7 separate regions of the Mus musculus genome follow, and regions 2, 3, 4, 5, 6 and 7 are each linked to region 1. Evidence: chromatin contacts called from public promoter capture Hi-C data. All regions are on one chromosome and are shown on one strand. Each heading gives the region's core, a stretch centred on a gene start, on an enhancer-like site or on the middle of the called end of the contact. The rest is flanking DNA. Distances are from core to core; before and after follow the strand shown.

What was found. Promoter capture Hi-C pulls out the DNA fragments that hold promoters and counts their contacts.
Region 2: a contact with region 1 is called in a promoter capture Hi-C map of liver, with 2.0 times the contacts expected there. The contact joins the promoter of Mtfr1l here to the promoter of Nudc in region 1. A contact is called at or near these places in 2 of 39 promoter capture datasets (liver and pre-B cells).
Region 3: a promoter capture Hi-C map of macrophages shows a contact between it and region 1, with 5 read pairs. The contact joins the promoter of Aunip here to the promoter of Nudc in region 1. A contact is called at or near these places in 2 of 39 promoter capture datasets (macrophages and pre-B cells).
Region 4: a contact with region 1 is called in a promoter capture Hi-C map of liver, with 2.4 times the contacts expected there. The contact joins the promoter of Eya3 here to the promoter of Nudc in region 1. A contact is called at or near these places in 1 of 39 promoter capture datasets (liver) and 1 of 115 datasets of contacts at active chromatin or transcription factors (pancreatic cancer cells).
Region 5: a promoter capture Hi-C map of pre-B cells shows a contact between it and region 1, with 3 times the contacts expected there. The contact joins the promoter of Pafah2 here to the promoter of Nudc in region 1. A contact is called at or near these places in 2 of 39 promoter capture datasets (liver and pre-B cells) and 1 of 484 Hi-C or Micro-C datasets (B cells).
Region 6: a contact with region 1 is called in a promoter capture Hi-C map of liver, with 2.4 times the contacts expected there. The contact joins the promoter of Rpa2 here to the promoter of Nudc in region 1. A contact is called at or near these places in 2 of 39 promoter capture datasets (both in liver).
Region 7: a contact with region 1 is called in a promoter capture Hi-C map of liver, with 2.8 times the contacts expected there. The contact joins the promoter of Ppp1r8 here to the promoter of Nudc in region 1. A contact is called at or near these places in 5 of 39 promoter capture datasets (the 3T3-L1 cell line, embryonic stem cells, hippocampal neurons and 1 more) and 1 of 9 other capture datasets (pancreatic islet).

Annotation. Positions count from the first base shown.
Region 1 is chr4:133,544,388-133,547,450 of GRCm38.p6, reverse strand. Nudc (nudC nuclear distribution protein) reads left to right here and starts at 1,424. Exons shown (of 8, transcript NM_010948.3): 1 at 1,424-1,646. The coding sequence starts at 1,566.
Region 2 is chr4:134,533,841-134,536,903 of GRCm38.p6, reverse strand. Mtfr1l (mitochondrial fission regulator 1-like) reads left to right here and starts at 1,517. Exons shown (of 7, transcript NM_029759.4): 1 at 1,517-1,654.
Region 3 is chr4:134,509,421-134,512,483 of GRCm38.p6, reverse strand. Aunip (aurora kinase A and ninein interacting protein) reads right to left here and starts at 1,485. Exons shown (of 3, transcript NM_001081099.1): 1 at 1,315-1,485. The coding sequence starts at 1,392. It overlaps Paqr7 (progestin and adipoQ receptor family member VII), which reads right to left. Exons shown (of 2, transcript NM_027995.3): 2 at 2,247-3,063.
Region 4 is chr4:132,637,586-132,640,648 of GRCm38.p6, reverse strand. Eya3 (EYA transcriptional coactivator and phosphatase 3) reads right to left here and starts at 1,603. Exons shown (of 17, transcript NM_210071.2): 1 at 1,494-1,603.
Region 5 is chr4:134,401,255-134,404,317 of GRCm38.p6, reverse strand. It overlaps Pafah2 (platelet-activating factor acetylhydrolase 2), which reads right to left and starts at 1,406. Exons shown (of 10, transcript NM_001285874.1): 1 at 1,214-1,406; 2 at 75-225. The coding sequence starts at 1,303.
Region 6 is chr4:132,766,782-132,769,844 of GRCm38.p6, reverse strand. Rpa2 (replication protein A2) reads right to left here and starts at 1,485. Exons shown (of 9, transcript NM_011284.3): 1 at 1,379-1,485; 2 at 1,059-1,165. The coding sequence starts at 1,388.
Region 7 is chr4:132,841,598-132,844,660 of GRCm38.p6, reverse strand. It overlaps Ppp1r8 (protein phosphatase 1, regulatory subunit 8), which reads left to right and starts at 1,492. Exons shown (of 7, transcript NM_146154.3): 1 at 1,492-1,604. The coding sequence starts at 1,549.

The sequences.
Region 1 (3,063 bases), core at 175-2,674:
CTCTTCTCTTCTCTCTCTTCTCTTCTCTTCTCTTCTTTTTTCTTTTCTTTTCTTTTTCTTCTCCTCCTCCTTCTTTTCTTTTTTCTTTTCTTTTTTTTTGAGACAGGGTTTCTCTGTATAGCCCTGGCTGTCCTGGAACTCACTCTGTAGACCAGGCTGGCCTCGAACTCAGAAATCCACCTGTCTCTGCCTCCCAAGTGCTGGGATTAAAGGCACCTGCCACCACTGCCTGGCTTGTACTAGGGTTTCTTTTGCTGTGATGAAATACTATGACCAAAAACAGATTGGGGAGAAAAAGGTTTATTTGGCTTACATTTCCACATATTAGTCCATCTTTGAAGAAAGTAAGAATAGAAACTCAAACAGGGTAGGAACCTGGAGGCAGGAGCTGATGCAGAGATCATAGAAGGTGTTGCTTCCTTATAGAACTCAAGACCACTAGCCCACAGATAGCCCCACCCACTGTGGGCTGACCTTCTCCATCAATCACTAATTAAGAAAACACCCTACAGGTTTGCCTACAGAAGGATCTTAAGGATGCATTTTCTCAATTGTGGCACCCTCCTCTCTGCTGACTCTAATGTCAAGTTGATATAAAATTAATCAGCACAGCTTCTAACATGGAGATGACCCAGACCAGCTCTCAGAGACCTCAATCTGATAGAAGGAACCTGCTCTTTGGGAGTGACGTTCAACCCTTAAGAGTTCCTATTCCAAGGTGTGAGATAGCCAGGCTCTCTGGAAAAGTTAATGTAATAATCTTGTAACAGTATAGCACTCTCAGGTTTACAAAGTAATAAATAAATGTACGCGCCGGCGGTGGGGAATCTTCAGGCTATACAAGCCTGCATGCAATCTCAGTGCTTGGAAGTGAAGGCAGGCAGGCCAGGAACACAAGTTTGTCTTTGCCTTGGATACACGGGGCATGTCTCAACAAAACAAAACAAGCCATCACCTCTGCCGTCAACAGCAACGACAAAACAAACAAACAAAAAAACAGAAAAACTAAGGATTTTCAGACAGTAATGAAAGAGCATTAATCCTAGTGCAAACAGTTTGTAAAACTGTTCTACTCAAACTACAGTTTTGTGCTCTTTTCTTAAACGTCTAGTAGGTTGACCCTTTGGTGAGTGCTTTCTTCCTGAGTCTTAACTGCGGCTTGTAGGAGGAGAAGGCTAACAGTATCACTTGATCAAAACTTCCAGCCCTATTAAGATGTGAGCTCAGAGCTTTCTAGAAAGCTCCCAGGTATCTGGTGACCATAGCAACTCAAGCCAAACTCTGCGGCAGCGAGCCCCGCCCACTGCCTTGGGACCGCGACTGTTGATTTGCTCCTCGGCTTAGCCAATGGCCAGAGAAGCGGGTTGTGTTCCGGGAGCTCAATGGGCACCGATGGGCGGGGAGGCGGGAAGAAAGCCGGGAAGGGCGAACCCGCACGGCCGGGCGGCTCCTGCGTGTTTCCGGCTCCGCTGCGGAAGGCTAGCGAGGGGAGCCGTTGGGCCCGCGCGAACCGTGGGGAGCGCGGGCATCGCAGAACGCGAGTGCGGAGCTCGGGGCGCAGCACGATGGGAGGGGAGCAGGAGGAGGAGCGCTTCGACGGCATGCTGCTGGCCATGGCGCAGCAGCACGAGGGCGGCGTGCAGGAGGTAAACGACGTGGCCCGCGCCGCAGCCCTTCTCCGCGGTCGGCCGAGACCTCCCCCACCCCGGCCGCGCGGGTCCCCGGGTCCCCGCGTCCCAGCTTCCGGTCTGCCCAGCCCGCGAGTGAAGTCTCGCTCCAACGCCGTCAGCGCCCTGCACTTAGCCCCCAAGAGCAGTTTTCGTTGTCCCAGAGTGACCCCAGAGCTTCCGCACCCACTCTGCGCTCCACGGGTGTTTCTGCTTTCATTTTAATGGTTACTGTGTAGAGCATCCCTAATGGTGGTTACTCTTTAGAGCATCTCTGGGCCGACTCTTCTCGATATGATCTGCATCTTACCCAAAGTGGAGCCTGCCTATCAATACTGTGTAGGGTAGTGAGAGCCCGGGGGGGCGGTTAGCACGTGGTCTCTTTATACTTGAAAGTATACTGACTGAGGAAGTGAGCCGGAGACCTGTAGGTTAAGCTCCCTCCTGGTTTATCCTCAGTTACCTCGTCTGTGAGGTGAAGCTTAGGAATATCAGTTCCTGTTGTTTTTTTTTCTTGAGTCAGGGTCTTGCTCTATATCCCTGGCTTACGCAGAACTTGCTATATAGACCAAGTGACTTCCAAATCAGGGTTATTCTTCCTCTGTCTTCAGAGTGCGGGAACTTGGATATGGGCCACCCTGCCTAGCACCTAAGTACTTGTCATTGTCGTGTACCAGACACATAATAAGACTGGGTCCTGGGGATGCAGACACGGAAGAGACTAGGCTTTGCATTTGGGGAATTTGTTGAGGGTTTCTTGCTTTAAAAAATTATTTGGAGCCGGGTGTTGCTTTAATCCCAGCACTCAGGAGCCAGAGGCAGGTGGATCTTTGAATTTGAGGCCAGCCTAGTCTACAGAATGGGTTCTAGTACAGCTTGGGCTACACGGAGAAGCCTTGTCTCAGAAAAAAAACAAAACCAAAGAAATTTATTATTATTATTATTATTATTATTATTATTAGTAGTAGTAGTAGTGTTTGTGACAGGACAGTTTTAAGGGGCCAGTTTATTCCTGCCACCAGTATCTGGGTTTTTAGGGTTGAGTTGCTAGGATTTTGAGGCAGTCAATTTTACCCAGTGATTCATCTTGCTGGTCAGGATAAGATGGTGCGTGACTGGAGTCCTAGCACTGGGGAGGAAGAGGCAGGAAAATTGCTACAAGTTAGAGGTTAGCCTGGTCTGTATAGCAACTTCTAAGCCAATCAGGGATATATAGTAAGACCCACAAATATAATAACCCCCAAATAACCCATAGGTGATGTTAAATGGCCAGACCTAGTTCACACAGTGGGTGTGTAGCAGATGAGCTGGTAGAGGTAGAAAACCCAGATATTACATTCTGTAAGCACCTGAGGGTCAGAGAGTGACAAGTTTACCCAAAGCCAGGCCCCCAAGT
Region 2 (3,063 bases), core at 268-2,767, 990 kb before region 1:
GCTGGTTGTTTGTGAGCCTAGAGGCTGTCTGGGGCTGAGAAAAGAGAAAAACAAACCTGGGTATTCCCCGTAGTTAAAACACTCCTGGGAACATCTTGACCATAAGATAAAGAGGAATGTGAGGACATAACAGGGCTATCTGAACTGAGTCAACAACTCACAGAACTCTGACACCCTGCACGTACATGTAATTTTTCTCCTGATGTTTGAATAAGCCAATAGTGTGTTGCTATGCTGAATTCCACACCCCTAAGCCCCTTACCCCATAAAAACCCCTAGCTTTCCAGCCTCGTGGCCGACATCCGTTATCTCCTGTGTGGGATGCATGTCGGTCCGGAGCTCCGTAATTAAACGACCTCATTTAATTCCATCAAGATGGTCCTTCGTGATTTTTTGGGTGCACACCGAATCGGGAATTGAGTGGGGGTTTCCCCACTAGGTTCTATCAGTGGCTTTGTCGCTGATAGACTATCTGACAGTGATACCCAACAATCAAAAAGGAGCTGAGAAATTCCAGCTATCTATCTTGGCATGTGCCCTACCGGTGTTTAGAAGTAAATGTCTACAATTGTGATACAACTTCCCTGGGATTTAGCACAGTTGCAACTGTGCAGGTTTTTGTAGCCTGGAGCAATAGGCTTTACCAATTCACCTAGGATGTAGTATATTCTGTAGGTGTGTGTACGTACTCACTCTATAATGTTTGTGTAACTCAGTCACCTAAGGACACGTTTCCCAAAGAGTACCCGTTCTTCAGCAACATATAACTGTAATTTCCAGAGGACAACAATAGAGAAATAAAGCATGTATGGGTGTAGTAAGGCAGGTCTGGGCATAATGCCCATTGTGACTGCACAAAGCTGTCCACCCACGAATCCAAAAGATTTGTCCCTGGCAGGTGGGGATTATAGGCTTTGGGAGAACTGGTGAGTCAGGCAAAGCCACGTGCAGAGAAGAAAGTGTATGCCCATTAACTGGATGCCATGGAGACCGGTAGAAAGAGCGACCTTGAGAGCTTTGGTGTCTCCGAGTGCCATCAATCCACCCATCTCATTAACAGACTGAACTATGCTGCACACGTGTGTACGTGTATGAGCGTGTGTGAGACAGAGAACTTTAAAATAGAAGACAGCTATTCCGAAGCACTGGAGGGCATGCCTGAAAGGCGAAAGCAGCCATTTTTGCTGGGGGATGTATCTGGGGGAGCATGAAATGGGACGAGGGTCCAGACTAGATAGGAAAGGCTGAAATGCCAAGATGAGAGGATTCGGAGATCTGCAGCAGGAGTATGGACTATTTCCAGTGCTGAGCAGCAACACTGGCAGACTACCGCTTCCCAGAAGTTTGTTGACACTAAACACGGGAAGCAACTCCTACGGCAGCAACTAAACTTGGGAGGAAAACTCCAGCGGGATGCGCGCACAGACTTCGTGCCCTCCCCCGGAGGGGTGAGGGCGTGGCCCGGGGAGGGGTGTGGCCTCCTGGCCGGTCTGCCGTCCACTCAGAGCCCGCGTCCATTCCGGGCCCCTCTCTAGGCCCGCCTCTCCTGGGCGTGGTGCTCGCCGCGCAGCTGCAAATGATTGCTTCCGGAGGCGGGTCAGCGGAAGTGAGGGACTTCGAGGCCGGGCCGCCCGCTGGGGTAGGAGGGGCTGAGGTGAGTGTGGCGCTGGAGTCCGGGCTAAGCCCGATGCGGGGTCCCACAGGAGACGGGCTCGGTGAGCGCCCTGGGCCGTCGCCGGCGTCTCCGTCCCGGCGCAGGGGAGCACGCGTTCCCTGTTCCCGTGCAAGTTCTCGCGGGAGTCGCCGCTGTCTGCCCCCCTCGGTGAGGGCACTGGTCCCCAGGCGTAGTTGCTGGCCGTGTCACCCAGCGGTTGGGGTCGCCCCAGCCGTTGGAGCGCGGTACGCCCCGGGCCGCGCGGCGTATCTGGGACCTACGCCGGCCTGGAGGCTACTGAGCGGCCCGGCCCGGCCCGCGGGTCCAAGGGCCGCTGGACGCGCGGTAGGAACTTGGCCGACCTTGGCCCGGGCCGGGTCGCCGTCGCGGGGGTGGGGACCCGTCGTTGAGGGCGCAGGGGGCTGCATCTTGCTGGCCACCGGCGCCTCGTGAGACCCTCGCGCGCTCTGCCCGGGTGTCCGCCGGGCACCGCTGGGCTAAAGTTTCTCCCTGGCCCAGGACCTGCCGGGTCGAGGCGCTCTCGGAGCAGAGAGGGTCTGCCGAGAGTGGCCGCACGGGAAGACGCGGGCACGGCCAGCGCAGAAGGAGCTGCGGCAGCGCCGATGTGCGGAGGGAGAGCCGGGGCTGCGGAACCGGCTAGAGCGTCTAGCGGGCACGCGGGGGGCGGGGCCTCGAAGCCAAGTTAGTGTCGCCTACAGCGGTTTCTTAAAAGCAAGCCAAGTGCTTACAGCGGCTGCCGGAGGCCGGGATATGGGCCGTTCGGTTACTTCCATTTCTGTTTTGAGCACCCTCGGAAGGCGATCCAGGCTGCCACGGAGTGAACTGCGAACCCCAGGCTGCCAGGGACAGAGTGATGGATGAGCTGGGTGCTGAGGGACTGAGATAAGCTGGATAAGTTGGGTCCCACAGAGGCAGTGGTATAGACTGGGGCACAGATAGGTGTGTTGGGAGCTGGTAGCCCGGTAGTAGCATGGCCCCAGCAGAAGACTAGGGAGTGAGTATGGTCGCAGATCGTGTACTTGCCAAACTGTATTAGAGCTTGGTCTTAAGAGAGCTGGAAGATGGGGTATATCCTGCTGGCAGGACTGTGGAGTCTAGAAGAGAGTTGAAAGATTTAAACACCAGAGTAATAGAACCGGCAGCTTGTTAAACCCGAGGTTTAGATTCGGTTGGAGTCTTTGGAGATGAAGCAGGACAGGAGAGGGCGTAATGGCAGGAGTAGCACAGTTAAGTGGCCTTTAGCAAGAAGTCTGGCACACAGGGACTTTGTAGGCTTGAACATGGCTGCACATATCAGAACCTGGACCAGACTTTAGACACTGTCCACTGAACAGCCATTTGGTGACTGGCTAGACAAGTTCTTTCCTCTCTCCATGTATACTCTCATG
Region 3 (3,063 bases), core at 236-2,735, 960 kb before region 1:
GAGTATATCTCACAGACTATATGTTTACATTTCAGAACACATCGATTTATTACCTATTCCGAAAATGTTCTTTTTTTTGGTTTGGTTTTTTTGTTTGTTTGTTTGTTTGTTTGTTTGTTTTTGTTGTTCTCGAGACAGGGTTTCTCTGTATAGCTCTGGCTGTCCTGGAACTCACTTTGTAGACCAGGCTGACCTCAAACTCAGAAATCTGCCTGCCTCTGCCTCCCGAGTGCTGGGATTAAAGGCGTGCGACACCACGCCCGGCTCCAAAAATGTTAAGAGGAAAAAAATGTGAAAGTTTGTTACCCTCAAAAAATTACTTCAGCCAGGCAATGGTGGCCTTTAATCTCAGCACTTGGGAAGCAGAAGCAGGTGGCTCTCTGAGCTCAGGGACAGCCAGGACTACACAGAGAAACGCTGTCCCCGGGGAAGAAAATGACTTCGGTTGTAAGATGACTTTAAGAATCCTCAATTTTTCAGTCGGGTGTGGTTGCACACGCTGATCGTAGCACTAGGGAAGCAAAGAGGTGGATCTCTGAGCTCAAGGCCAGCCAGCTCTACACAGTGAGTTCCAGAATAGCCAGTTACATAACAGAAAAAAAACCCTGGCTCAAAACAAAACAAAAACCAAGAATCTCCAATTTTTCATCAGCAAAAAATGGTTAACAGCTGCTCTTTAGACTGCTAATCATACTATTTAAATCTCAGATCTCCACCTGTTCCATTCAATCTGCTTTAATAGTCTCAAATCAACAGCAATCTTTCTAAACTCCAAAAGTCACATTTCTCTTGAAACTACTTATGGGGACATATCATGTTCTGCCTAGGTAATTGGACTGATACTAGCATATAGCTGGACCAAACAAGGTAATATTACTTAAAACCCTAAACACAACGGCCAGCATAAGATGCTAAACAAGCAATTGTCTAACACTTGTTGGTAATAAGCGAACTGGGGGAACCTGGATTACTCAACCCTCTTTCACTAGTGAAAAAAAAAAAGATTAATGACACAGCCAACGCATATTAAACGCCCAATTAGTCTCCAGCACCCCAGGGATGCTCATTTAATGTTGGGCCAGATCCCCGATCTGATCTGCATTTTCCATGTTGCTGGTTCTGGCAAACTGGGTAGACCGCACCCTGTAGGTGACCAGTCGTGGAGCCCTTCCCAGCATGCCACAGGACGCCTGAGGCGCCAGTTCAAAGGCCTCACGCTGCCAGTCGCCCCGAATCCCGTCCTCCCTTTATGCCGACCCCCTCCCTTCAGGCGTCCCCCAAAGCCCGCGTATCGCCTCAATATTGGCGTCCCACCTGCATCTTCCGCCTCTTCAGCGCCGCCGCGTCCAACCACACACCACACGCCTCCTCCTCGGGCCCTCTATGCCTCATGGCGGCCGCGCACCGCGCACCACTGCAGCCGGCGTTAGCGCCAACCCGCGTTCAGATCTCCCGCCACTGCAGGAGGCAGGGCTCTGCCCGGCCGTAATGACGTAAGCCCCGCCCCTAACCACGCCCAGTGCGCTAAGGAAGCCGGGCGGTTCCCGGGAGCTCTTCCTGCTTTGCTCTTCATTCCTGTGTGGACTCTGCACCCTCTGCATGTGTAGGTCACTACCAAGTTTGGTTTGGCAGGACTGCACTTTTTTTCAGAAATATATATATGAATACATATTATAATATGTAATATGTATCCACATATATAATATGTACTCATATAATTTGTGACTATACTATATAAGTATTATAGAATACATGATAAAATAAAATACATGCATATACTCTATAAGTGAGTGTATATTAATATATTGTGTTGATATATTTATGTAAATATATTTATGCATAATTTTTAAGAATTATGTTGGGGGGTGTCTGTAGGCATGCGCGCATGAGCATAGGTGTAAATGGAGGACAGAAGAGTAGGATTCCGAGGATGGAGCTAGAGTATAGGCTCTTCTGAGTCACCATATAGGAGCTAGGAATCAAATCAGGGTCCTCTGCAAGAGCAACCAGTGCTCTTAACCGCTGAGCCATCTCTCCAGTCTCAGACTGCACAGTTTTACTCCAGAGCCTCCCCTCCTGGAGCAGTGGAGCCAGGTTCTAGACCCCACTCTAAACCCTTTTGTCCCTGGCTGACCCAGTGGTTGGTTACCCGACACTAGGGGTTGCCACTAATTGGCATGTAAGAGTAACTGAGCCAATACATGGAAGATCTTTGAAAACATGAAATAAAAAATCGAATCAAGGAATTGGGTGGTGGAACCACAGGCCTTTAATCCCAGCAGAGGCAGGTGGATTTCTGTGAGTTACAAAACAAACCTGGTGTACAGAGCAAGTTCCAGGACAGAGAAACACTGTTTCAAAAAAAAAAACAAAAGAAACAAAATTGGAATCCAGGGATGAGGCTGTAACTTCATTTGTTAGAGTGCTTGTCTAGCAGGCATGGGAGGCTTAAATGCAAACACTTGAGAGACAGAGGCAGGCAGATCTCTGTCAGTTCAAAGCAGAACTAAAAGAAAGTTTGTAATTATTATTTAGAGTTACAGGAGATTGTGAGCCACCCAATATGTGTGCTGGAAATCAAACTCAGATCTCCTGGAAGGGCAGGACACACTCTTAACCAGTGAGCCCTCTCTCCAGCCCTGGGTGAATATTTCTTGTAACTTTTCGTATGTCTGGTTTTATATAAATTTTATATATGAATTTCATATGTATTACACGAAAACCCTTAGAATATATTATAAGTGGCGGGACATGTCCTATCTGTTTCCTTATTCATCTGCAGTTCTGGGGACTGAATGAAGTGTCTCATGCAAGGCTCTTCATGAGCAGTTCCCAGTCCTTTCTTTACTTCCAGACAGAATCTCTCTGTTTCCCAGGCTGGCAATCTGGCCGATCTTTAATCCCTCAAAATGCCAGATAGGAATATAATTACACACATGCGCACACACACACACACACACACACACACACACACTGCATTCCCAACAACAGTTCTGTGAGACCCCAACTTAAAGTGTTTCTCCCTGGAAGGTAAAGCCCCTAAATGTTCCCCAAGCTTGTTTT
Region 4 (3,063 bases), core at 354-2,853, 910 kb after region 1:
ACTATATATGTAAAAAAAGAAATATTCGTCAAACCTCGAGGTAAAGAAGTCAACGGAGCAGCTACGATTACTGGGGTTGTTGCTGGGAAATGAGGAGGTCAGGCTGAACAAAGGCTCCTCTTCCCAGTTTGTGTAGGTGCAGGGGAGGACAGATAAATGTTCATAGGGGCTTCCCTGGCCAGGTTAATCCTGAAAGCCAACCAGAAGGGTCTTTCTCTGTGGCATCTAGGACTAACATGGCCAAGCTCCAAAGTCCTTTGCTAAAAATAGGTGAAGGGAGTGGCCCAATTTTGGAATATGGCAGTCTATGTTCTATTCTCTTATGTGTATATGAGGGAGAACTGTGCCAAGAGGAACCAATAATAAACGCGGTTATTTGTTCTGTACATATTTAATTATTAATACTGAATTTTAGACTGATCACGCACAAAATGACGAAAAGAAAATGATGGTTGCAATGATATGCTACAAACACCCCAAAAACCGGAAGGGAGGAAAAAAAAAGAATTATCCAAATTTGTACCTCTAGATATACCTTAGATCACAAAATTTGAGAAACAGGACATTAACCATTATAAAGTCTAACCCTTTTCACATTATAGATGATTTTAAACCTCCAGAAAATGTAAGATAAGATGTCTTAAATTTTAAAATGCTAAGATCATGATTTCTAAACCATGGTAGCAACACTAGAGAAAAAGAAGTTAAAAAGAACGTTCTAAGAAACAATGTCTGGCTTATAAGGAAAATGATATTACATTGGTGAATCTTGGCAGAAAACAGCAACACCACACCACATCACAGTCGTTTAAAAGTTTAGAAACCCGGAGTCCTCTAACTTTAAATCCATGCAGAGTGAAGAACATCCGCACTTTTGCCTCAGCTGTGCACATCCATTCTCGTGGGACAGAGGACTCAAAACAGACAGGACGAAGACCTGTCAATTCAGGAGATCTCACAAGCCCGCCAGCGAGTCCGCCACCTGTTCGCTGCTGCCCAGAGAGCCCAGCAAACTGAGGCAGTGCGAGGACCTGGGGACGCCTTTGTTGTTCTCTAACTGGGGAAGCGACCTCAAGTCTAACCTCGCGCCTCCAAGCTGGAGCAGTCGGCCAGGATCTGGACTCGGAGGAAGCCCTCTCGCTCTGAAAGGGCAGGCGCAACACTCTTGTCATCTACCAGTCCCTGGAGGGGGGAAGGGTCACAGGCGAGGAGGGCTGGGGGACAGAGCCGAACCCCAACGCTCCGGGTGGAAAAACAGTGGATCGGGAAGAAGTGCTGAGAGAAGGGGGAGGCAGAGACCCGGCGCCTAGGCGAGAAGGGGCGAGGCCAGAGCGACGCCCGGGAAAAGCTCGAGGGCAGACCGGCAGGCAGGGACGAGGGGGACGGTGACGGGACCCCCTACCCAGCACGACCAAGGAGGACCTCTTCAGCCGGGACCCCGAACGCTGCACCCGAGCCACCGCGCTCACACCCTGGCGGCGGCGGGGACTCACCAGACGGCTGCAGACACTGCCCAGCACGACATGGGACGATTACGGACCCACTCTGGAACCAACAGAGTGGCGGAAACCGCGGCGTTAGCGTGACCCGGATGCGCATCCCTAGCCACCGGAAGTAGATGCGGGACCGCCTAACAATCCACACCCCGTTCCGACAGAACCCAGAGGACCAGTCAATCGTCTCGGGGCGGGGCAAGGCTTAGGTCCCGCCCACCTCGCAGACCCAGTTGCGTGATTGACTCCCTGGATCTTACGCACGAGATGACTTTCCGAGGATGCTGGTGCTGCTAAATTGCCGCCGCCTTCGTGAAAAGTACTCCCGCCCTCCCCAAAACAAAGTCAGATCAGGCTGATCTCGAACTGGGGACCCTCCTCCTTCAGCCTAGGGCTTGTGCCTCCATGCCCAGCCACCGCTCTCATCTTTGAAAGTAAGTTCTAAAAAAAAAAAATGTGTGTGATTCCTACCGTAAAGGGACGACGAAGTTGAAAAATGTTGACTGCAATTGGTCGAGTTAGAAAGACTAGGAGAGGAAAAATGGATGGGAACTTTTGAAGACACTTGAAAGGCTAACTCAAAGTGAACATTTCTATCCGAAAATTTAGTTTATACCTAGTATTATATTACACTTGCAGCTGCCTTCATTTTGTGCAAATTGTTTTCAGGAACATTTTGTTGTTTTTGTTTTTGTTTTTGTTTTGGTGTGTGTGGGGGTGGTTTTTTGTTGTTGTTTTTCCAAGAAAAGTTTTTCTCTATGGACCTTGGCCTAGAATTCCCTCTAAAGATCAGACTGGGCTCGAAATCAAGAGATCCACCTTCTTAGCTCAGAAACATTTTTTAATGCTTCATTAATTCTAAAATACAACTCAAGTGTGGACGAGGAATGGAGTTGAAGACAGGCTTTGTATAGTTGTCAGTGTATTCAATTCCATTCATGTTTGAAGGGAAAGACCCTCAAGAAAAAAAGACCCAGGCTGGTGAGATGGCTCAGTGGGTAAGAGCACCGGACCGCTTTTCCGAAGGTCCAAAGTTCAAATCCCAGCAACCACATGGTGGCTCACAACCACCCGTAATGAGATCTGACTCCCTCTTCTGGAGTGTCTGAAGACAGCTACAGTGTACTTACATATAATAAATAAATAAATCTTTAAAAAAAAGAAAAAAAGACCCAGAATTACAAATATTAGATTAACCCACAAAGTTTAAAAAACAAAAACCTAGCTTTTCAATACAAATAAAAATAAAAGATTTTTATTAACTGCTTCTATTTCAACAATTTTCTAAGCAACTACTTTTTGGGGAGCGAGCATCTTAACTGCTCTTTCTCACACATCACACCTACTTAGCACAATCAGTAGATGCTGTCTTCAAAGTCTTTGCAGAATCGGACCATTTTCCACCTGTGTTGGTATGAACCACAGTCAGTATGTAATTCTGAGGGTCCCATTCATGTTTGCTACCCTATACTCAATACAGAAGAGAGCCTCCCGTGAAAGCCTTAATCAGATCGTGTGCTTCTTCCAATGGCTCTGTCTCAGTGTGAACACTAAAATCCTTACATCACCT
Region 5 (3,063 bases), core at 157-2,656, 860 kb before region 1:
CCTGTGTCTGCCTGGGTCTCTTCTGGGGATGTAACCAGGCACCCGGGAAGCAGCCAGGGCCGGGCCAGCCTTACCGATACCCACGTTGAACAGCAACCCCACCCAGCGCTTGTTATACTGCAGGTAATCGGCCAGACCCATGCTGTACTCGTAGCGGGGAATCCACAGGGGCTGCTCGCACTTCTCTGATGCTTGGCAAGGGTAGAAGAGTCGGAAGAGGCTCCCCTGGGGAAAAGAAGGGAGCAGCTGCTGGGACCACAAAGCTTAGGCATTTGGGGTCAGCAGGAGTCTGGGGCACCAACAGAGAAACAGAGGCTTCCTCCGATCCAGAAACAATTTTGTGGCTAGCACATCAGAGGGCTTATGTCCTGACTGTCAAGTGCATTTCCAATTACATCCTGGAACAGCGCCATACTGTGGACCTAGGCTCCGTGCGAACGAGGGAGGTGGGGGGGCTAGGTCTTTGCTCTTAGGATGAACTCAGTGGCAGCAGAAGGCTTGGTCAGGAGAGGGAGCAGGAGAGGGGTTACCAGGAAGTGGGTGTCTCTCACAGAACAGAGGTGAGCCCAACCACCGGGGACAAAAACCTAAGGAACTTGTTGGGTCATGGTGGCACGTGCCTGAAGTCCTGGAGGTGGGAGGATCAGGGGCTTATGGTCATTCTTGGCTACATTTCCGGTTGGAGGGCAGCCTGAGCTACATGAGAAACCTCAAAAATGTTAAAAAGGAAGAGGAGGAAGAAGAGGAAGAGGAGGAGGAGGAAGAGGAAACAAAGAAAAAGAAAAGCTTAGGAATTGGCAGGAGGTTCAGAAACCAGAGAGAAGTGAATGGGAGGCTAGAGGTGAAGACCTCATCTTCCCACCCAAGCTGTAGAGTCAGGACAGTGGCCTGTGGCCCACTATGCTTCATCCTGTCCCCCTACATCAGGATGGCATCGAAAAACCTCTCTAGGGTCAGATGCCTGGACTCACGACAGGAGAAAGGGTCTGTGAGGTGCCTCTGGCTCCTCCTTGCTGCAGAAAGAACTCGGCCATCTGCGGAGGTTCTAAGAGTTTAAATGAGGAATTTAAAAGCCAGCAGGAAAACAGGCCAAAAGGCTGATGTCCAAACTCTGCCCAGCTGTAACTTAGCAGCCCAGAACTTACACACTTGGACCTGTGCTGGTGAAGTCCCCGCAGTGGAACAGAGCAGGGGCGGAGCTTGGGACACTTACCTCAAGACTGTGACCCTCCATCACATCCGTGCAGCCAATGTGGTGGGGTCCCGAGATGGGTGGGAAGCACACAGACTGGCCGGCCCCCATCTCATCACCAGCTGGACCAAAGCCGGGTGCTCGGGAATTTGCTGGCTGGAAGACAGAACACAGAACAGCCTCTTGCTGGTCTCTCCCTCACTTGCTGTTTCTCTAGGTCATGTGCCAACCCTGTCCACTTCCTGACATCCTTATCACCCCAGCCGACCTTCCTGCCAGCTACTCACTAAATCATATTCGTTATTTACACTTGCGACTTTGCCAACGTTTTCAGGCTCGTCTTTCGGTTGTCTTTCTGCAGTGGCGGGGTGGAAGCCGGGGCCTTACACTTGTTAGGTAGCGACCCATTCCATCCCCAGCCCTATGGACTGTGGTCTTCATTTCCCTCTGGTGGGGTGAGGAGATAGTGGTGATGAGCTAGTCCTCAGATCCCTCAAAACCTACAAACCATAAGGGTGTGGCTCAGTTCTAGCATACAAGAAGCCCTGGGTTCAATTCCCAGAACTATAGAAAACAGCTACGGCGATGAACACCTGTAACCCCAGCACTGAGGAGGGTGGTGTCCGGAGGGTTAGGAGTTCAAGGCAAGCCTGGGATGCATGACTCTGTCTCAGGATTATTGCGTAATGACCCCGCACCTACCGTGTATCTATCTGACAGTAACTGCTGTAGTGATTACAGCCCAGACTTTGCCTTCCCTGGCTAATAACGCCCCACTGAGGTCCAGCTCTTCCTCAGCTAGCACTGTACTAAGTCTCTGATAAACACTGCTTCATCTAACCCTCTCAACAGCTTTCCGAGAAGGGAGGTAGCTGGACCAATTTTGCAGACTCAAGAGCAAGGCAGAGAGGTCTAACTCAGCCCACGAACCGGCTTAAAGCAAGCAACATTTCAATTCCTATTCCTTACAGCCTAAACCACCTGCATGGGCGGGGCCCTGCCCCCCACCCCCACCCCCGCGGTTTGTTTGGACATTCTGAGTCCTCCTCTGGGAGGATCAGTGTGCAAGCCAGAGCAAGCCTGGGCAAAGAGAGACTTTGGAGATGGTTGCTGCCAACGCTCCCTGCAATCACCCCTGTCCCTGCCTCGGCACATACACGTGTGTAACTGAAGAACTCATAGTCCTGAACTGTTTAAGGCCACAGCTGTTACTACACACACACACATACACACACACACACACACACACACACACACACACACACACACACACACACACACACACACACCTTCCTGCCTGCCAATCATCTGGTCCAGAGGAAAAACCCCAAGAAGCCAGCCAGAGTCACTCTACTTAACGTTGGGAGGCAATAATTTTCTCTCTACTATTCCTTTTCCTCTTTTGTTCTTCCAGCGCAAATTTTAAGACACCCACTAATACAAAAAGGAGGAAGGGAAGAGGAGCTAAATTCTGTTGCAGGCTGTGGACCGCACAGCCAGTGGGAAGGGGGAGGAGCCTCTGCCAGACTCCACCCACTCCACCCCACCCCACCCCGGCCCGACCCTCCTCCCCCGAGGCTGAGCACACACACTGGAGAACCAAGACTGCCGCTGCAAGACACATGTGGGTCACATGATGGTGAAGCAGCTGCAGCTCCTGTCATAAAAGAGAGATAAAATGCCACTGGAGTTCTGAGGAGAGTGAGTGTGTCCCCTGAGCGTGGGAGCAGAGAGCAGGGAAAGACAGGATTGAAAGTTAGGAAAGGGCGTGTGAGACATGGGGGCAGTTAGTGCTGGCTGCAGAGGGAGAAAGGAGCGCGTGCACGCGCGCAAGCTCCCACGCGTTCCCGTGGGTGGGTAAGCGTAACCAT
Region 6 (3,063 bases), core at 236-2,735, 780 kb after region 1:
AGCCAAGGATACACACACACACACACACACACACACACACACACACACAGACACCCAAAACAAAACAACAACAAGAAAACAACTGTCTCAGAGAGGTAGGGGTAGAAAGAGCACATCCCAGACATAGCAAGAGCAGTGTTCAGGACACCACGGAGACAACAGGGCCTTGTGAAAAGGCTTGAGAAATGACAAGCAGAAAAAGGACTACGAAGATGCTCTAGGTTTCTTGATAAAATGGAAGAAGTTAGAAGTATAGCTTCTTTTAGGAGATATTCTGGCAACCAGATGGCAGTCTCTGCAGAAAACCTGGTGAGTTTCGTCAAGCTGCTCATCTTTGGGCATCTTAACAGGAGAGTCAGATGGAGTGGGCAGAGGAGCATCTAGCAAAGACACTTGCCTCTCAAGCCACCTACGAGCAATGTAGTTTGTTTGTTTTTTAAGAAAGGATCTTTTTGGGCTGGAGAGATGGCTCAGCGGTTAAGAGCACTGACTGCTCTTCCAGAGGTCCTGAGTTCAATTCCCAGCAACCATACGGTGGCTCACAACCATCTGTAGTGGTATCTGATGCCCTCTTCTGGTGTGTCTGAAGACAACTACAGTGTACAGGCAGGTGGATCTCTGAGTTCCAGGCCAGCCAGAGCTACAAACACCTCCAAAACACTTGGTCATACAATGAATATGTACGAGGCAGAAAAAGCCCAGCAGATTAAGGCTTAGCGTGTCCTTCCTGTCAGTTACCAACAGGAAACAACCCCAAACCTGTTCTGAACACAGTGGACTCTTGTTCTTCAGGGATTTTTGTGCCCTGGGGACAGCGATATTAAACTCTACTAAAGCATACTTTCGAGTGGTAGGGCCAGGAAAATGGAGGCCGGGCGAACCACTGCAGGCTTGCCAAACAATAAAATAATAAAAACCCTGTTCCCCACTTGACCATACAAAAGACAAGGTAGGTAACGGACAGCTTCTGACACCTTGGGGTGTGCCACCCTCCCGCACGAAAACACGTTCCCTCCTGGCCAGGACACAAATGAGAACGGAGCCGTCAGTCTACGTACCGATTTCTTCTCCGCCTGCGACGGTGTGGGCGACCCGAAGCCACCGGGGGACTGCGTGTAGCCGCCTGCTCCGCCATAGGTGGAGCTGCTGAAGCTTTCGAATCCGCCTGCGGGGAACGACCGTCGTCAGAGTCTGCGCTGCGCTCCCCATCTCTATACCTGGCGACCGCTGTCCCCACCGCCCCAGCCGCGACAATCCCCCTGCCACCCCGCGAACGCCGCCGAGCCCGCCTCGGGCCTCTCGCTCCGTCCCGGCCTTCCTGCGCCAGACTCGCCCACTCCCAACACCCTCGCGTGACTCTCCCCACGCCCGCCATTACTATTCCACATCCTGGTCGCAGTTCTCCGGAGAGAGCGGCCCAAGACGCTCGGACACGAAAACTAAGAACACTTGGGAACTCTGTGCCGCTCTGGCGTGGCAGCCTTCTGGCTACTTTGCACTGGCGCCACAAACTCCTTCCCGCGAAGGGACAGCCAATCAGCGCCCTGGACACATTTACCTTCAGCCAATCAGAACTCATGAGTCCCCTCCTTTTTTTTTCGGTATCAAGGCCAAGCTTAGGAAAAACACCCGGCCCCAAGAAGGAATGGAAGCATGCGCGGCCATCTTTACTGAGGGCAAATTTCCGATAGGACAGTATTCAAGAAAACAACCAATCAAAACGATACTTCCGGGGCCATCCTCAAGCATTCTTCACACACACCCCATCTCCGTCGCATGCAACCCTACATCACTTCCGCCGCTCGCTAGCCCCCTTTTCCCGCCAAACTGCTAGTTTTCTGCTCTTCCAGAACTCCCGAGTTCAATTCCCAGCAACCACATGGTGGATCACAACCATCTATAATGGGATCTGCTGTCCTCTTCTGGTGTGTCTGAAGATAGTGATATTGTATTCATAAATAAATACCTGCGTGATGGTGGAAGGAGAGGCTCAACTGTTAATCCCACTGAAGATGAGTAGAAATGATTAAACAATTTTTGGTCAAATTAAGCAAGCTTAATTTTGTCAGAGATGGCTATCTCGCTAAACTGGGGTTTTGAGAAAACAGCATCGCCGGGCAGTGGTGGCACAGACCTTTAATCCCAGCATTTAGGAGGCAGAGGCAGGAGGATTTCTGAGTTCGAGGCCAGCCTGGTCTACAGAGTGAGTTCCAGGACAGCCAAGGCTACACAGAGAAACCCTGTCTCGAAAAAACAAAACAAATACAAAATGAGAAAACAGCATCGAACACAAGAGGTGAGGTTTATATAACCCCCAAAACTGCAAGAATATGGACATTTTCAAGGGTTATGTAGGCACTTGGTCGAACATTTCAGCATTATTTGGCAGAACGTCTATCAGACTGAAATCAGGGTATAGGGTGTGGAACCTGTCGAAATTCAGAAAGTTGGTCAAGACCTGGTCAAATTAAGTTTTATAGAAAAGAGGAATGGACTTATTTTGGTAGTATGATAAGATGGCTTCAGAACTTAAGGTGGAGTCAGGCTGCTCCATCACAACTCCTACAAGTTGTCCTCTACACACACACACACAAGCACACACTCCAGCACACATGTTCATACGCACACACAGGCTTGTATCCAGGGCATAGATAACATGTTCATGTTTTCAAAGAAAGAAACCCTACCTGGGGGAGGGGTTGGCACACGCCTTTAACCCCAACACTTGGGAGGTGGAGGCAGGTGGATCTCTGTGAATTTGAGGCCAGCTTGGTCTACAGTGTGAGTTCTAGGACAGTCAAGGCTGCACAGGGAAACCCTGTCTTGAAGAAAAAAAAAAGAAAACAAACAAAAGAAACCTCATGGCCATACATGGCCACAGTTAAAAAGATCCAAAGATGTCCTGCTGTCTTGCCCCCAGTTTTGTCTCCCTCTCAGTCTCCCGTGATTTCAACCAGTCATTATATGAGTCATACACCTTCGTCTAAAAGCTGATCGAGCACTAGAGCATGTGTTTAGTTTTCTAGAAAGTATGTGGGTACGTGCACATGAGTTTAGGTGCCT
Region 7 (3,063 bases), core at 243-2,742, 700 kb after region 1:
CTGAGCCATCTCGCCAGCCCGACAAAGGCAACTCTTATGCTGAAAACATTTAATTGGAGCTGGTTTATAGGTTCATAGGTTCAGTCCATTATCATCAAGGCTGGAGCATGGCAGCATCCAGGCAGGCATCGTGCAGGAGGAGCTGAGAGTTCTACATTTTCACCTGAAGGCTGTTAGTGGAAGACTGACTTCCAGGTAGCCAGGATACAGGACTTAAAGCCCAAGCCTACAATGATACACTTATTTCAACAAGTCCAAACCTCCAAATAGTGCCACTCCCTGGACCAAGCATATTCAAACCATGACATGTTCTATTGCTGTTGCTTACTGAAACCTGGAGAATTTATTATTATTATTATTATTAATTTTACTGTCTAGCAGGGCATAGTGTTGACTACCTTTAACCCTGTATCTCAGGAAGCAAAGGCAGATGGAATTTCAGATATGTGCTGCCACACCCTCCAACCATTTGTTTCTTTTAAAAACTGTGAAGTCATCATCCCATCTTTCTGCAAAAGTGAAAAAAGGACCATCCACTGCATACGAAGGAATGGTATGTTGTCAGAAACATATGGGACTAGTAGAGCCTGGCTTTTGGCTTTACATAGACTCAGGTTCGAATACCACTCCTTGTAAGGTGAGGCTAGAGCCTCTCTTCTGGAATCAATCTGTCTTGAGTTTTGGGAATACCAAGTGAACTGATCCATATGAAATACATACTTCCCCATAAGCACTCAATAGACAAAACCATTACAACCAGCAAGCTAATGGCTTAGAGGAAGATGGTAACCCTAATGCTTCCTATGTCACTATGACCCACAGAGAAAAATCCTAAGGGGCCATGAATTAAACATTTTTGAGAATTGGTTAAGTTACTAAAAATTGGAGGCTTTTTTTCCTTTTGAGTCTGTGCCTTGCAGCAGTTTGTCCAAAGTTTTCAAAAACAGACTACATGATTTCTGACACAGTCGCCTAATCTATAGATTCTCCCAGATCTAAGAAAATTACTGGTTTTGGGGAATTGAATCAGTGGCCTCATTCGCGCCTGCTGAACACACTACCACTGAGCCGTACACATCAGACTTGGGATCAGAAAGGACAAATGAGTAAGGATTCTGTTTTCAGATGCAGTGTTTCGAAGGAAGGCTGGAAAAAGGGGGAAAAAAAAAGCCATCACTTCTTATCTCTAGCCATCACCTGCTTATCGCTAGATGAAGCCCGAGGGGGTGGGTAGCTGGGAGTTAATGCAGATTGCAGAGCTCTAGGGTTTCTGGCGGAAAACGCAGCGCGAAAGCCGCATCAAGGTACAAACCACTCCTGACCCCGTGACCAAGGAGACACCCGCCCCCAGCCTCTCCAGCAAACACTGCAGACTTCAAACCCAGCCCCTGATGCCCTCCGCCAGAGGCGCTCCCAGGAGAGCGTCCTTGCGTTGCGCGTGCGCACGCACGCGCTGCGCACAGGCTGCTGGGATGCCGCCTCTTCCCTCCCGAGCTCTTAGTTTCCCGGCGTGCTTCAGACCCGCCAAATGGGAGGGGGAGACGCAAGATGGCGGCAGCCGTGAACTCCGGCTCCAGCCTCCCGCTGTTCGACTGCCCGACTTGGTGAGTAATGAGGTTTCTGGGACTGGAGCGGCTTGGCGTGAGTTAACCCGGACAGAAAGGAGAAGGTTGTATTTTTTTTTCCTCTTCCTTTTTTTTTTTTTTTTTTTTTTTGCGATGAAACGAACGTCTCAGAAAGATCCTGGAATGATTGAGGGAAAACTGTCCGCTGTGAGGGGCCGGGCGACGTGTGGAGGATCCTGGAGCTGGGGCCCAGGCTCTGCGGAAACCCGAGTTTTGGGGGCTCGAAGGTATTCAGTTTATACAGCGCTTGGGAGGTCAGCCGCTCACCGGGGTGCTTCAGGCCTTGGCCCCTAACTTGCCCTAACTCATCACTGAGTGCCCGATGCTCTCGGGGAGCATCAAACCTTCCCCGGGTGCTGAAGGTCTGGAGCGCGCACGAGCTGGCTTCCCTACCTCAGTCCAACCTGATGCTGCATCCCTCCGTGGCTGCTGCACCCTCCAAGCGGACTAGGTGCTCCTTGCGGGCAGGGATGGCGCGGGACTGTTCCCCCTTGTTCTCTGACCAGACCAGCACGAAACCCGGTACAAAAGACAGCAGAAGTTGTTAGCATACAGCATTTTCATCCCCTGGGAAGTTCAGAGAAGTAGTAGGATGGTTTCCGCGTTGAGTGGGGTGCAAGATGAATGAATAGGAACTGCTTTGCACGAGGATGCATCGGGGTTAGAGCCCTTTCTGCTGTTGCGGCTCTTCCTGGTTATTAACGTGTTACCTCTCGGGCTTCTGTTACATTGAGATCTTCAAGGGCAAAAACCCTTGCATCATGCTCAGCTCCTAGGCCTGAGTCAATCACATGGTAGGATATTCAGACAAAATATTTTGGCTTTAATGTTCATTTTAATCTGTATCTCGAAGCAAATGGGCTTTTGTTCGATGCACTGTCCTTTTAGCCACTGCCATGAGAGATTGGAGCGGAGCTGTGAGATGTCTGTGTTGAATCTTCAATGAGATAGACTCGATATCGTTTCTTCTGTGCAAATGTAAGGGCCCTGGAAGGTTCAAAAGAACAAGCCCAGGAAGCGAATGAATGCTTGGCTGTTTCCTGGATTTCTTTATTCTTTTAACATATCCATGTGCTTCAGCCTACAAATTCTTTATCCACACTGGTCCCTGGCTGCACTTATTTCAAATTTGGGCCAGCCAAATATAAAGAGACTCTTTCTTTGAGATCACCTGTCATTACCTCAGGGTCTGGTGTATACCAGGAACTGTGTCAGGTGATTTGACATTTGAGCATCCATCCCCTTGAATGATGAAGCGAGGTATAGAAAACAGTCTGATGACTTAGATTTTTTTTCACAAACACCTGTTCAGGGTGCCCCCACACCTCCCTCCCTTTGGAGCTTGGTTTCGTGGGCGTGGTTTTGATTTGCTCTAGTTCCCTAATTACAGATCTCTGATTTGGTACCAAGAGTTCATCTGGGTAATGTTTTTTTGTTT